Linked DNA regions of Mus musculus: regions 1, 2, 3 and 4 are each linked to region 5. A link is a contact called in public Hi-C and HiChIP or PLAC-seq data. All regions are on one chromosome and are shown on one strand. Each heading gives the region's core, a stretch centred on a gene start, on an enhancer-like site or on the middle of the called end of the contact. The rest is flanking DNA. Distances are from core to core; before and after follow the strand shown.

Region 1 (2,700 bases), core at 185-2,684, 140 kb before region 5:
GAGCCGAGTAGCCCTCATCCCTATTGTTCATAATGGCCCCGGGTACCCTCCTCAGTGCCAGCCACTAAACATGCCCTCTGGCAATCAATTTGTTGAAAATGTGCCCGTAAATACTACAAGAAGACAAAAGGAAGGAGCCTTCCACTGAACCAGAACTGTGATTCTTAGACTGTTCCTAGGAGGTCTATGCTCCTGCAAGGGTCCCTCAGGCCCAGGGTGAGAGAGGCACCCTGACAAGTAAGAACAAGAGGCTTTGCTACTTGGTTTTGAGGTAGGGATGGCTATTACTCTTTTGGTCTGAGGGAACTTTCCCACTTAATGGTCCAGAGAATAGATAAAATGATCAAAGTCGTTTTGTGTAGACAGGAAGCATATTTCATTTACTTATTTCAACATCTTGTCTCTCTTGGGTGGGGAAAGACTGTAAAAGACATCTGTAAAGCTGGCCTGAGTTGTACTCTTTTGTGCAAGACTGGATGTAGCATAGACATTTCTTTGGAAAGTCATCTTGGCCTTTGCCCAGACCATTGGGGAAATTGTCTCTACTCAGCACAGATCCCCACAGAGAACGTGGGCCAGTTCCTAGGTCTGGAATCATGGCCGTCAGACCGTTGTTCAGTGCGGTCAGCTCTAATGGAGTCAGGGATGCCTTTATCTGTTAAATAGGGTGAATCGAAGTGAAAATTACCTTTTGATTGAGTAGCATTGCTGAAGAAAATCAATAGAAATGGCTCGAGATTTATCGGCACCAGCTCAATTTTAAGTGTTGTAGACTCTTAAATTGCTGGAACACTGGGTTTCAGGATCCATCCTTCTCCAGGCCAATGGAAAATAAACAGAGAATGAGTTAAGGGAGAAACTGCATTTCTGTTCTGTCACAAAGGAAAGAGGAAATATGTGCTGACCAAAGCTAAGTCATTTGCAACCTCAAACTATGCTTTCTAAATTCTAAGAGCCCACGTTTGACGTGTTCAAGGGAGAAAGACCGCAGCTGACGCGGTCTTTGTTCAGAGTGTAGGAGACGGTTTTGTCTAGACTTTCAGGAATGATATAGAATGACATTTTTAGAACAAATAAAAAAAATAGTTTTAGATTCCTCTTTTCCCTTCAGGAGAAGGATTTGACATGCTTCTGAAATCTGAATGTGGTGGGTCTATAAACAGCCTCCATCATTTACTAGGAAGAGGATGGGAAAATGAGCCATTGAGAAAAGATGCTGAAAATGTCCTTGGTTTACTTTCTTACTTTAATAGCAGTGCCATCAATAGTAATCCAGCACCTAATGGGGAGGGAATGGTTTATAGGCACGTGCTAGGCTGCTGACATACATTGCCTGGCAGTTCTCAGGGTGACATCATGGGGCAGGTATTGCTTGTCTGCTTATGAATGAAGAGACAGAAGCACACAGAGCTTGGGAAACAGCACACAGAGCCACCGAACATGGGCTTCTAAGCAAGGATTGTGTTTGACTGTCCCTCTAAACCTGCCCATCTCACCACTGTGTTGATGTCTTCTTTCCCCACAGGGCCAGCATTGTACAGAAACGCATAATTTATTTTCAAGACGAGGGCTCCCTGACCAAGAAGCTGTGTGAACAGGGTAAGAACATGCAGACGGGGGAGGGAGAGGTGAGGGAGGGCTCTTTCAGGTTAAGCTGGCTGCAGAAATTCAGGCAACAGGGCTTTCTGAATTCCCCTGGGCCCTGCCTCCTCACGTAGCTCTGATTTTTAATCTGGCTGTGTGCTATGGATAATTGGATCCGCCTTAAGCTCTAATTACTCGGCTTGATTCCCTGGGTAGGAGATAATGTACCTTATATTGGTGCTGTCTTCTTATTTTTGTGAAACAGTGATTATTCTGAAGAGGTTCCTTGGAATAATTCACAGGACTTAATTAAGGAATGCACAGTTGTGTACCTTTAAAAAGCCTATGGTGGCTCTCTGGAATAACCACCCTCAGAACTTGCATGGCACCTGAATAATATGGAGCTTTTCTCCCAAAAAAAGACCAGTAGCAGACAGGAGTGTCATGGGTTGGAGGGTAGGGGGACACTAACCTTGTGATTTTACCACTTCCAAGTCTGGTCCTCAGACTGCAAGTTCATAAACACCCTTTACTTAGAGTGAAATATTCTAATAGATGTCCTTTTTCTGGTGCTAGGGATCATATCTGGTGCCTTGTGCATGCTAACTAAGCACTTTAGCTCTGAGCTACCCCTGAGCCTGGGATTGGAGCATCCTAATAAAGTAGACCGTGTGTTTACAGATGGGGCCTGGGCTCAGATTATGCCTAGCTTAGATCTGCTTCTGTTGTGCAGCCTGCCCTTCCACCCCCACACCATGTGATTTAATAACGTACAATAAGCCAAGGAAATGGCTCCGTGAGTAAAGTTCTTACCATGCAACTTTGAGGGCTTGAGTTCAGAGCCCCAGACTTCACATAAAGCTGGACATGGTGCTTCAGCCCTGCAATCCCATCATTCATCTGTAACATATGAGATGGAAGCAGAGGTGGCAATTCCTGGGTGCTCCCAGCGCAGCTAGCCTGACATCTACAGGTTGAAAACAACAAGAGAACCTGTTCCCAACAAGATCAAATGTAAGGACTGACACCTGAGATTGTCCTCTGAGCCCCATAGAAGTGCAAAGGCATACTTGCATTCACAGACTCCAACCCAGACAAGCACACACATCATACACG
Region 2 (2,700 bases), core at 63-2,562, 200 kb before region 5:
TTTTCTAGCACTGAGTAGAAACGCATGCCCCCTCTATGTGTGATGAATGGGGATGGGGGTGAATGTGGTGGGCCCAGCTATCCAGTCTTGTGTGATGTGAGCCCACGTTCCCTGCTTGCTAGCCCCAGCTTCTGAATCCATAGAGGGAACTATTCCCACTTCAAATGATCACTGAGATAATTATATGAAATAAATATGAAGTGCTGAAAGAAATGAGAGGTATGTCCGACTAAACACGAGATGCTATCGCTACATTTTTTGGGCATGTATAGTGGAGGCCCTTCCAAGTACATGAACATCAACCCTTTGCCAGGTGTCAGGCCCAGAGGGTGCTGACAGAGCTTCATCGTGGGAGGTAACTCAGTACTCCAGGCACCCAGGCAAGCATCTTCTTAAATAAACATGGCACAGACAGATCTGGATGGAAGGATGGAGAAGCAGGTGACTTTATCAAGGTCACTAAGTTACCAAAACAGAAGCCTGAACCAGATCTGCAAATCACCAACTCTTAACCCCTGAGCCATCTCTCCAGCCCCTCCCCCCCGCCTTTTAAAGATTTATTTATTTATTTTATGTGAAGAAGGCATTGGATCCAATTACAATGGCTGCGAGCCACCTTGTGGTTGCTGGGAATTGAACTCATGACCTCTGGAGGAGCAGTTAGTGTAATCACCAACTCTTGAGTTCTCCCTCCGTGACCCCAGGCTTCTCTTAGGAAACCAAGTGGCATATTTCACCCGTCTGTAAGGGGGAATCCTGCTCTAGGTTCCAGAATTTACTAGCTGGAGAGATAGGTCAGTGGTTAAAAATATCACTGATTACTCTTCCAGGGGACCTGTGTTTGATTCTCAGAACCCACAGGGCGGCTCATCCAATACCCTTTTCAGTTTCCATGGGCAACACATACACACAGGCAAAACACTCATGCACACAACATAAATACATAAATCTAAAATGAAAAGAACAATCAGAGGTGATTGGCATAGTCCTGGCATGCATACATGCACACACCTGCCCTACATCCTAAGGAGCTGTCCACTGTCCTCCAAGCTCCCCAGCTGCACTGGACTTAGGGGTGGGCCAGCTGGCATGGTGCCCTGCATACCAGGCTGCAAGGAGCAGAACATGGCTGGAAATGTACTGAGATAGAGGAAATGGCCTTTCTCAGAATTGTTGACAGCTAACATGACAGGAGAATGATAATGATAGTATTTATGATAATAATATACAGTGATTCTAACACACGCGGTGATAGCTTTGTGCCAGGGACCTCTTAGTGCCTTTGTTGATTGACTCATTAAAACCCTCCCAGCCTGCTGAAGGGGATACTGTCATTACCACCCATTCTACAGAAAAGAGAACCACTCAGTCTGGAAAAGGTATGCTGACTGTGAGCAAGGCTGCTGGGCCTGGCCAGACCCCTTCCCCTACAGCACTGCCTGTTGGCAGAAGCATCCCCAATCCCACAGAGCACTTGACTGTCAAGAATTGATGCAGGCTCTGCCTCTAGGTCTCTGAGGTGTGGTGGATGGGTCAGGGCCAGGCTTGTGCTTAGGGGCATAAGGAGGAGTATTGCTGAGCCGACAGTCTTTCTAGATTCCTTCTCCCACGCAGCGTCAGCCTCTTCCTCCAAGTAGATGTTGGGCAAATATTTAGAGAGCATCACTCTGAAAGGAGGCCAAGTTACTAGTCAGCCCAGTGCACCCACACTTCTTGGTCCAGCCCTGCTCCCAAGGCTGGCCTGCTATGTTGGCTCCCTGTGTACAGCAACCCACACAGCATAAGGACTGATTTAGTCTGCTGTTAATGGGAACATGATCTGGTGGCTCTGGGAATGAACTGTTGGTAGATTTGGAGGTTGTGTGCCCAGAGAGGGGTTCCAGAGGGGCCACAGACCCTGTTTGTGGCTCAGTCACCTCCTGCCATATTCCTGAGTGCTTCTTGGGTCTAGAAGGCAAGAGAATCCCCCTAGGGCTGATAAAATAAAGCAGTAAAAAAGTAGGAGAGATGAATAAAACAAAGATAAGAATCTGTTCGCAGAGGCCCTAGTGAAAGGGTAGAATTCTGGTAACGTTATTGAGGAGATAGAGCCTGAATCTTCATGGCCCAGCAGAGGGACCCAGTTCTGCCAGGTGGGGTGGTGCACATGTGTCAGGCAAGCATTCAGGCGGGGAGGTAGGAGGATCTTGAGTTTGAGGTCAGTTTGAGCTACATAGTATGTTTGAGAGAATCCTGGGCCACATGCAGAGACCCTGTGTCAGAAAACCAACCAATAACAACAACAACAACAACAACAACACAGAAAGAACAGAAAAGGAGGGGCTGCCCATCCAAAGCCAGCCGCACAGCCCTTCAGCCTGTTTCTGGTGGGTTTGGAAGAGCTTGCAAAAGTGTTGAGGTTCTTAGCGCACATACAAAGCAAACACAGCTTGTTACAAATTTCCCAGTACAGATGGAAAGGCTACAAGGAAACAAACCAAGCATTTGAAACAGTTGAGGTTATGTCTCCTTTACTTTTCTGTCTTTGTAAACTTTTCCATAAAAAGCTTGCTGTTTGGAACAATATAAGCCAGATCTTTAATATTAAGAAATCTACCTTGAAAGCCCTTTCTTAAAAGACAGAAGTATCTATCTTTCCTTCAGTGATTTTCAAATGAAAATAACAAAACAAACAAGCAATAACAACTCCCCGGTGAGGGC
Region 3 (2,700 bases), core at 128-2,627, 190 kb after region 5:
AAGGTTTCTAGCAAAGTGACACAGAACACAGCAGAAGATTTAGGGTGTGACATATATTTCTTCAGTGCTGGGACTGAGCCCATACCTGTCACATGTTAGGCAAGAGGTCTCCCACTGAGCTGCACCCCTCCCCCCCATTTCATGTTAAGGAGATAATGGTAAAATACAAGGCTTTTGGTGGGGGGTATGGATTTTTTTTTTAAGCTAGACACTCCAGAAGTGAATTAGCTAAACTGTTTCATTTTATAGATAACAAGACAGGTCCAGGCATTATTTTCAGAAAGCTACTTAGAGAGTTGGGATTAGCCTTGTTCACGACTGTCAGTCCACCAAGCTGCTATCTACTGTACATCCTACTGGCCTTACTTTTATTTCAGATACAAGCACTGGAGTGTTCTTAGAACCCTACATAGCATGTAGAACCTCAGGTAAAACACATGAATCCTGCCTGCACTCTTGTCACTCACTGCATGGCACAAGTCCCAATCAAAGATGCGCTGCTACTGCTAGATGGAGAACACAGGGAGGATGTGGTCAGATGATCAGAAATCCCTAGACAGCACTCTGCTACTGTAACTGATACATGTTTTTAAAGGACCAGTCATGTGACTGTCATTCTCCAAGTAATCAAGCCTACCTATTAGAGACCATCCTTAGGAATATGGGTAGATAGCCACAACTGAGACAACTTGATAAGTGAAGGGTCAAGAACTTTATGAAAACAACACAAGACAGTTGAGGCGCAGTGATATCTCAAAAACGTCTCAAGAAAAGAAAACTTCTTCTAAGTAAAAAACACCAAAAAGCACACAAGTAGAATATAAAACAAGGAACTAAATTCTGAGGGAGGCAAAATAATTGGATTGGTTTTCCTCTTTTTGTAAGAAGGGTGAATGGGGACGAAAGGAATGCACATTTACTGGTGAATGTTTACTATAATACCAAGTGTGGTACTATAAATGTATTATATCACGGCATCAACTCTGGAAAGTAGATACAAGAACCCTCACATACAAGGCGAGGGATAAGGCACAAGAACAGGTAGAAGTGATAATGAGATTAACTACAAGATACCCTGGTTTTATATCTGGGCTCATCTCTTTTAAGCCTTAAGTAACTTAACCTCTTCTAAGACTGTAGCCATAATCTGCAAATGATGACAGCAGTTTCCCCTCACAGGGTCATTATGAGGACTATAGATGTCATGGGAAAAAGCACTCAGCGTTGCACCTGGCACAGATAAAATACTTAGTAGCTGGAGTTTATTTTACTTACTTTGTGCTGGAGATCAAAGGTCCCGGCATGGCATGCTAGGCAGGTGCTCTACCACTTAGCTATATGCCAAGCCACAAGGTTAGTACTTCAGGATTGTTTAAGATCATACAGCAAGTGCGTGGCAGACAAGGTTTTTTATGTAGCAGCAAACTCACTGAACCACACTGCTGTACCACATTGTTCTTTTTAGCTCCTGAGATCTGGAGGAAGACAGAGCTTTGAGAGAACGCAAACACTAGTGATGTACTGCCATTCTAGAGAGGGCCAGAAGGTGATCAGTTAGTTTGACCAGCCATACTATAACTTTAGTGCAACCCTTTACTTGGTGGGTGGTACTAGGAATTAAACCCAGGACCTTCACATATACTACTATCATTGAGTTACATCTCTAGCCCTTTTAACCAATTTCCCTTTAACCCTTTTTATCCTTTGTATCACCTGTTTATAAAGTACATTTCTATTATAACCTCCTCTTCTAATTACCATCTTATCTCTATTTCTCCTCAGTGGGTACATGACTAAGACAATAATTGTCTCTTCTCTAGAATCCATCAATAGCCAAAAACTCAGAAAGGAGGGGTAGTGTCCTATTAACACCTCTCTGACTCATTGTTTGCTGATACGTCCAGTCTTGTGTGGGTTCACTACAGGTGGCTATAGCTGCTGTGATGTCATGACTTGTGGGGAATTGCAGGCTGGTCTCCAGTCGAGCTGAGGTCTGAACCCCGATGGTCATAATTCACCTTCATGACACGGTAGGCGTTCCCTCATGCTCCTGGAACTCTGGCCCCTGCCTAAGTTACCAGCTCCCACAGCCCCCACAAGAGAAGCATGGTCAGTAGTCACATAGACAATGGCCCAAGCTTCTGACCTTCAGGCTAAACTCCTCTCCAGTTACCTAGCAACAGTGAAGACCATAAAAAGGGGTGTTCAGCCCCCACCTCGCTCTCTTACTCTTATGCTCTCTCTCGCTCCTTTGTCCCCTTACCTCCCACTTCTCTCCTCTTCCCTTTCTCTGTCTTCTTCTTTCCTCTCCTTTCTTCCTCTTTCTCTGTAGCCTTCTCTATTTCCACCTCTTTCTCCCTGCATTTCTATAATAAAGCTCTTAAACCATAGAGTCTCTGCTCCATCTAGATTCACTATACCACTCTTGCCAGTGTTGGGAACCTCTTCACTATTCCCTCTCTCCTATAGCCCTGGGGCGACAGGGTGTCGCCTCGGGGGCTGCCCCTTTTCCAATCCCCCTGCCAGATGGGTCAGAGGCTTGCGTGCCCACCTGGGGCCAAGTGGAAAGCATCCCGGCAGCCCCTCAATGTTTGTCTCTGCCTGCCCAGAGCACAGGAACGTTTGGTCCCTTTTCCCTTCCCCTTCTTCCCCAGGGCCTCCCCTGCCCCAACTTTTTTTGTTCCCAACAATGACTGGCTA
Region 4 (2,700 bases), core at 180-2,679, 160 kb before region 5:
TTGCCCCCAGCTGTTCCCTAATGGTTAGCATCACGATCATGATGGAGGAATAAAAGTGGTGGGATTTGAACAGGAGCAAAAAGACCCAGAGGAGAAAATCCAAGACAAACCAGGCTCATCTCTTCTTTGCCAAGCTTTGCTGGATTTTCTTTCTGATGGGCAGGATTCTCTGGGGGCTGCAGTTGGTTGTCTTCACCCTGATGCTTTTGCCTAGTAGCTTCGGTTTGAGATTCTCTTGCCACCCAGGAGACAGGGGAAAGAGGGTAAGGTAGGTCAGACTCCTTGGGCTCCAGATCCACTGAACATCTTCACAGATGTAGATGGCTTTGATTATGTCTCTTCCTTGGCTTTGTTGTTGTTGTTTACAGCAGAAGAAGGAGGTACTTGTTGGTATGATGATGCATGCTTGTAACACCAGCACTGATAGTTTCTGTTAAACTGTCTGATAACAATGCTGAGTCATGGGAGCTGTAAGACTCACTAGTAGTCTCCAGCAGGTCAGTGTAGTACGCAGAGGTGAGCAAGAGAATCTTGGACCTCTTCAGAGGTCAGCTAACTCTCTAGTTGTATAGAATAGGCATAAGCTCATGAGAAATTAGAGGAAGAGGAACGGATGACACCTTCCAAGCACCTGCCTTATGCTAGGCCATTTCTATACCAGCTCAGCCTATGAGCACTCACAAGAGTGTCATAAAGCAGACACTGAGCCCAATTTGAAGAGAAGGGCAGGAAACAGATTGCAGATCATTCAACTACTACAGAGTCAGGATTAAACACAATCTGCCTGACCGCAAAGCTCTATCGTGCCTTGTCTACTACTTTTGTTTCATAGTGTTGATAAAAATGAGTAATAAATTAATTAGGATTAGAACTTAGATGTTTCACACCATTTAGCTCTCTTCTGCCTGTCATTCCACACAAGTATCCACCCATCCAATTCTGTTACCCTATATAGTTGTAAAATGTGATTTTTTTTAAACTTAGACAAATACTTCAGTTGATAAGCCAGCTTTGAGGATAAAATTTAATGATCTGTTTTCATGAATAAAGTTCATAAATTTATCATTAAGTTTTATAATATAATATAACAGAGAGAAATAGGATTGCTTGAAAGTATGCTAATAGCATCAGATTATTTAATGTAGATTAACCAACAATTCTAAACAGCAATAGAGATAGAGGAAAACAAAATTAATGTGATTAAATGTACCCCGAGACTATTTATTCTGCCGGTTGTTAAAATGTAGTCAGCAGTCAGACTGCAAAGAGACTTTGCAGCTGCAGCCCCAAAATAGCCACAGTCTCTCCTCAGCTGCAGCTAATTAATGTGATTTTCCTAATAACAGTTTCCTAATAGAAGACAGACAGTAGCAAATCAAAACAAGTTCATTTTCATGCTGATGAGGCCTAGCAACAACAACAACAACAAGAGCCCAAAGGATCCAAGTGGAAACCAGCTCGCTGTAGGCTCCCACGTGGAGTTTCTCTTGCACAGTTGACCTCCAGGCTGGAAGTCTGTTGCTCAAATACAACAGTTAAGGCCTTCAAAGGACAAGCTGTGATATCGTGCCAGGCAGCCATGGTGACAGTGGATCACAGTGGAACATCCCACAAGCTCCAGAAGAAGAGCATTCTAGACAGTTGTTTCTCATACTAGACTCAGGCCCAGCCCTTGTTCTCTTAATTTCCTAGTCACCCCGTGTCTTAGTTAGAGTTTTACTGCTGTGAACAGACACCATGACCAAGGCAAGTCTTATAAAAAAAAAAAAAAAAAACCAACATTTACTTGGGGCTGGCTTACAGGTTCAGAGGTTCAGTCCATTATTATCAAGGTGGGAGCATGGCAGTATCCAGGCAGGCATGGCACAGGCAGAGCTGAGAGTTCTATGTCTCCATCCAAAGGCTGCTAGTGGAAGACTGACTTCCAGGCAACTAGGGTGAGGATCTTATGCCCACCCACAGTGACACACCCATTCCAACCAGGTCACACCTATTCCAACAAGGCCACACCTCCAGATGGTGCCACTCTCTGGTTCAAGGATATACAAACCATCACACCCCTGGGAAAAATAAATAAATAAAGAATTCAAGTTGGCCAGCTTGCACCATTTGATATGTACAGTTCTCCTGCTATCCCAATGCAGACATAGCTAGTGTGCCCTACATCCAGCACATTGATGACTTTGGCTCAGGTATTATTAGTCAGTGGTCTTAATCAATGGCCACTAACTGGTTTCACTAAAAATATGTTGCAAGGCAGAACAGTTTACTCCTCCACAAACTGGCTTACTCCTCCAAAGGAGGGTATGGGTGATGAGAATGTATTAACATTTTCTGCTGACTGTCCAGCACAATAGTGTTGCAAACTGGGCCAGATGGTGACATTAGACCTCTGGCTTCAAGGGTCTCCTGGGCTTCTCCAGCTCAGCTTGAACAGAAAAGAATCCAAGTTAGCTAAAGCTTGAATTACAAATTTTACTTTTTAAAAAAGGTAGCTACCTCAGCCCAAGGAAGCATGATGCATATTGATGCTTTGGGGTAGAGGCACATTAAGTCTGTGTAGTCTCATTAGAACAGCTCATTATCAGATAGCCTCCTAACAAAAGCATCCTGCCATCTTGGTTCCTTGTAGACTATGGTACTTTGTAACAGAAACATACTTGACACTGAATCCTCCAGAAATCATATCTCATTCTGATG
Region 5 (2,700 bases), core at 149-2,648:
TGCATGCAGCAGGGGAAACCTTAACCCTGCTGTAGAAGACAAAGTCTGACTTGGTTGTGACGCAGAAGGGAAGAAAATCGAGTTGGATTTGTGTGTGTGTGTGTGTGTGTGTGTGTGTGTGTGTGTGTGTGTGTGTGTTTTGGTGGCTTGGAGGTGTTTTAGGTTTTGGTGACGGGGTTGTTTCTCTCTCTCTCTCTCTCTCTCTCTCTCTCTCTCTGTGTGTGTGTGTGTGTGTGTGTGTGTGTGTGTGTGTGTTACTTCCAACGGGTGAAAGACATGTTGAAATTTGAAAGAAGTATTATATGGGGAATACCTTCCCACACTTTACCTGCCCCTCAGACTTTCTGAGACCCAGTGGAAACAAAGATAAAAAAAAAGGAAGGAAGGAAGGAAGAAAGAAAGAGAGAGAGAGAGAGAGAGAGAGAGAGAGAGAGAGAGAGAGAGAGAGAGAAAGAAAGAAAGAAAGAAAGAAAGAAAGAAAGAAAGAAAGAAAAAACAAAAAATTAATTGATGGCAAACACTCAGTTCACAAACAGCCCAAACCTTTCCACCCCACACTATGGGCTCATTTAGGGAAAGGAATTTTCCTTTGATTTTCCCAAACCCTCTATTCCCCTTTCCTTTCCAAATCTCATTAGGAAGTCAAATTAGGAAGCCTGCACGAAGCCAGGTTTTGTTTTGCACTAACAACCCCGCCCCCCCACCACCCCCATTCTCCCCCCCCCCCCCATCCCCATCCCTGCAAGTCTGATGGAGGTTAATGGGATTCCAGCCTCTTCACCCAGTGGAAAAGCCAGGGTGACCTACTTTGCAAAGCACTGCCTGTTGAAACTGACTTTTTTTCTCAGCAGTCTTCATCCGCATTCCCAGCACCCCTTCTCAAAGGGCAGGAGCGGATGAACGAATCAACGGTGACATGTTTGATTCAATAAATCAAGCCAGAGCCCTGACAGCCCAATGTTCGGGTAGAGACAGGGAAAGACGAATTCCGAGCAAAGCCGCATCCTTCACTGGTTCTTTGCAAACACAAGTGAGAAACAGTTCCTGCAATCATTGTGAATTTGCACTACTCCAGGGTGGTCTGAATGCTAAGAATTACCGGAACTTTCAAAGATATTCATCTCCTGGAAAGGACTGGCATTCCCCCTAAATTATTCCCACCCATTCCTCTTGGTTATCTCTTGCTTAGACAATGGCCGGTGTTTGTGAGATCAGCGGTGCAAAGACTGGGTCTACTTCTCCAGAAATGAAACCAGAAACAGCCCTCGGATTCCGAGGTCCCTCTTGCCTCCTCCTAGCAAGAGTCACCTGGGTCCATCGACGCCCGTGGGGTAGTAAAGGAACTCGGACTTGAGCAGGTGGTAGATCTGCATGTCCAGATGGACTTGGAATCCCAAATACCTTCTGGTTAGAAACTAATGTTGCAAAAACTTGACAAACCCTGATCCGCCAGCACCGTGCTTCAGTCTAATGAATGGCTTGGGCGCCCCCTAGTGGCTTAATAGAGTTCCTGCACTTGAGAAAACAAATTGAGACCAAAGTAAAACCTTTTAAAAACTATTACTAGGTAGGTCTCACTGGTGAGGATTTGTAACTTAGAAGGCAAGGACCAGAGTGTAGATTGATCATAAAATCATCTCTCGCCTCTTTTCCTCTGTGGTATTTTGGGAAGTTTTGCTGAAAATGAGGCACTGTACTGTCAGGAACCAATGAGAAGCCATTTCTTCACAGTTAAATACACTGGTCCCATATTGCAGGTTTAGTAACTACAAGGAAAGGTGGGGTTAAAAGCACTCGCTTCTCTGCCCTCATCCCATGCACCTCACCCTCTCAGAGGTCAGGAAAGACATTTCTTCATGTACATATTTATTTTTAATTTATGTGTGTGTAAACTGTTCATAACTTTACTAGGACTGGGTCTTTTTCTCAGAGATGTGGCTTATCACTGTGTAGATGCTGACACTTTTCAATTATGCTGGATGGGGACACTTTTATGACACTCTTATTTTTCTTGGCACCAGAGGTCTTCTGATTCACATCTTAGGTGCCCTCCAGAAAGCTAGAGGCTTGGTCTCCAGCTGTGGCATTCTTAAGAGGTGATGGAAACTTTAAGACTTGGTAAAAAGGCTCACTGGTGGTGGTGCACACCTTTAATCCCAGCACTCTGAGGCAGAGGCAGCTGGAGCTCTGAGTTTGAGGCCAGCCTGGTCAACAGAGTGAGTTCTAGGACAGCCTGGGCTACACAGCGAAACTCTGGGGCAGGGGAGGATGGAAAGAAGTTAGGCCTGTGGAGGTGTGTGCCTGGAACATCTGCTAGGACCCACCTATCCACCCACCCCTCACCCCACCCCAACCCACCCCACCCCTCACCACCTTCTTGTAGCCCCACCATGGTGCACTACGCTGCCCAGTCACAAGGAAATGTGGTCAGGTGACCATGGATTAAAATCTCTGACACCATTAGCCAAAACAAGTTTTTCTTCTTCAAAGACATTTTTCTCCAATGTTTTGTCAGTGGCAGTGGCAGAAAGCCAGAACGAGAGGGTCCATGGAGACTTTTACATTTTGAAATATTTGTGTATAGATATAATGACATGCCTCGGTGACAGGACCCAAATTTCAGCATGCGACAGGTTGCATGCACACCTTTTACAGGAGAATACGTTTGCACAATATTTGAATGCATCTGCCATTTGCCTG

The links. HiChIP or PLAC-seq counts read pairs in DNA pulled down with a chosen protein or histone mark. Hi-C and Micro-C count contacts between places; a contact is called where the count stands out from the background.
Region 1: a Hi-C map of the N1E-115 cell line shows a contact between it and region 5, with 6 times the contacts expected there. The contact joins two enhancer-like sites. A contact is called at or near these places in 20 of 484 Hi-C or Micro-C datasets (the HPC-7 cell line, the N1E-115 cell line, brown adipocytes and 11 more) and 1 of 115 datasets of contacts at active chromatin or transcription factors (bone marrow-derived macrophages).
Region 2: a contact with region 5 is called in an H3K27ac HiChIP or PLAC-seq map of oligodendrocyte precursor cells, with 9 times the contacts expected there. The contact joins two enhancer-like sites. A contact is called at or near these places in 1 of 484 Hi-C or Micro-C datasets (the HL-1 cell line) and 6 of 115 datasets of contacts at active chromatin or transcription factors (bone marrow-derived macrophages, embryonic basal ganglia, embryonic fibroblasts and 3 more).
Region 3: a contact with region 5 is called in a CTCF HiChIP or PLAC-seq map of CD8 T cells, with 6 read pairs. The contact joins two enhancer-like sites. A contact is called at or near these places in 4 of 15 datasets of contacts at CTCF or cohesin (CD8 T cells, the NIH/3T3 cell line, large pre-B cells and 1 more), 2 of 115 datasets of contacts at active chromatin or transcription factors (T-cell acute lymphoblastic leukemia and embryonic stem cells) and 3 of 9 other capture datasets (embryonic stem cells, liver and pancreatic islet).
Region 4: a contact with region 5 is called in a Hi-C map of uterus, with 3 times the contacts expected there. The contact joins two enhancer-like sites. A contact is called at or near these places in 2 of 15 datasets of contacts at CTCF or cohesin (pro-B cells and stem cell-derived epiblast-like cells), 11 of 484 Hi-C or Micro-C datasets (ECoMG-derived neutrophils, LSK cells, the N1E-115 cell line and 6 more) and 7 of 115 datasets of contacts at active chromatin or transcription factors (T-cell acute lymphoblastic leukemia, astrocytes, bone marrow-derived macrophages and 3 more).

What each region holds. Positions count from the first base shown.
Region 1 is chr7:113,877,652-113,880,351 of GRCm38.p6, forward strand. It overlaps Spon1 (spondin 1, (f-spondin) extracellular matrix protein), which reads left to right. Exons shown (of 16, transcript NM_145584.2): 4 at 1,526-1,599. Among named protein-coding and RNA genes, the nearest start is that of Spon1, 110 kb to the left of the region's middle. Within about 2 kb of position 1,435, at least 8 of the 459 cell types and tissues checked have an H3K27ac peak or open chromatin away from gene starts, as enhancers often do. A contact at or near this core is called in the N1E-115 cell line, where this site is marked.
Region 2 is chr7:113,819,234-113,821,933 of GRCm38.p6, forward strand. The region is part of intron 2 of Spon1 (spondin 1, (f-spondin) extracellular matrix protein); the gene reads left to right. Among named protein-coding and RNA genes, the nearest start is that of Spon1, 55 kb to the left of the region's middle. Within about 2 kb of position 1,313, at least 10 of the 459 cell types and tissues checked have an H3K27ac peak or open chromatin away from gene starts, as enhancers often do. A contact at or near this core is called in oligodendrocyte precursor cells, where this site is marked.
Region 3 is chr7:114,209,519-114,212,218 of GRCm38.p6, forward strand. No RefSeq gene overlaps it. Among named protein-coding and RNA genes, the nearest start is that of Copb1, 44 kb to the right of the region's middle. Within about 2 kb of position 1,378, at least 20 of the 459 cell types and tissues checked have an H3K27ac peak or open chromatin away from gene starts, as enhancers often do. A contact at or near this core is called in CD8 T cells, where this site is marked.
Region 4 is chr7:113,858,287-113,860,986 of GRCm38.p6, forward strand. All of the region lies in intron 3 of Spon1 (spondin 1, (f-spondin) extracellular matrix protein), which reads left to right. Among named protein-coding and RNA genes, the nearest start is that of Spon1, 94 kb to the left of the region's middle. Within about 2 kb of position 1,430, at least 6 of the 459 cell types and tissues checked have an H3K27ac peak or open chromatin away from gene starts, as enhancers often do. A contact at or near this core is called in uterus, where this site is marked.
Region 5 is chr7:114,019,518-114,022,217 of GRCm38.p6, forward strand. All of the region lies in intron 7 of Spon1 (spondin 1, (f-spondin) extracellular matrix protein), which reads left to right. Among named protein-coding and RNA genes, the nearest start is that of Gm51454, 16 kb to the right of the region's middle. Within about 2 kb of position 1,399, at least 81 of the 459 cell types and tissues checked have an H3K27ac peak or open chromatin away from gene starts, as enhancers often do. A contact at or near this core is called in CD8 T cells, the N1E-115 cell line, oligodendrocyte precursor cells and 1 more, where this site is marked.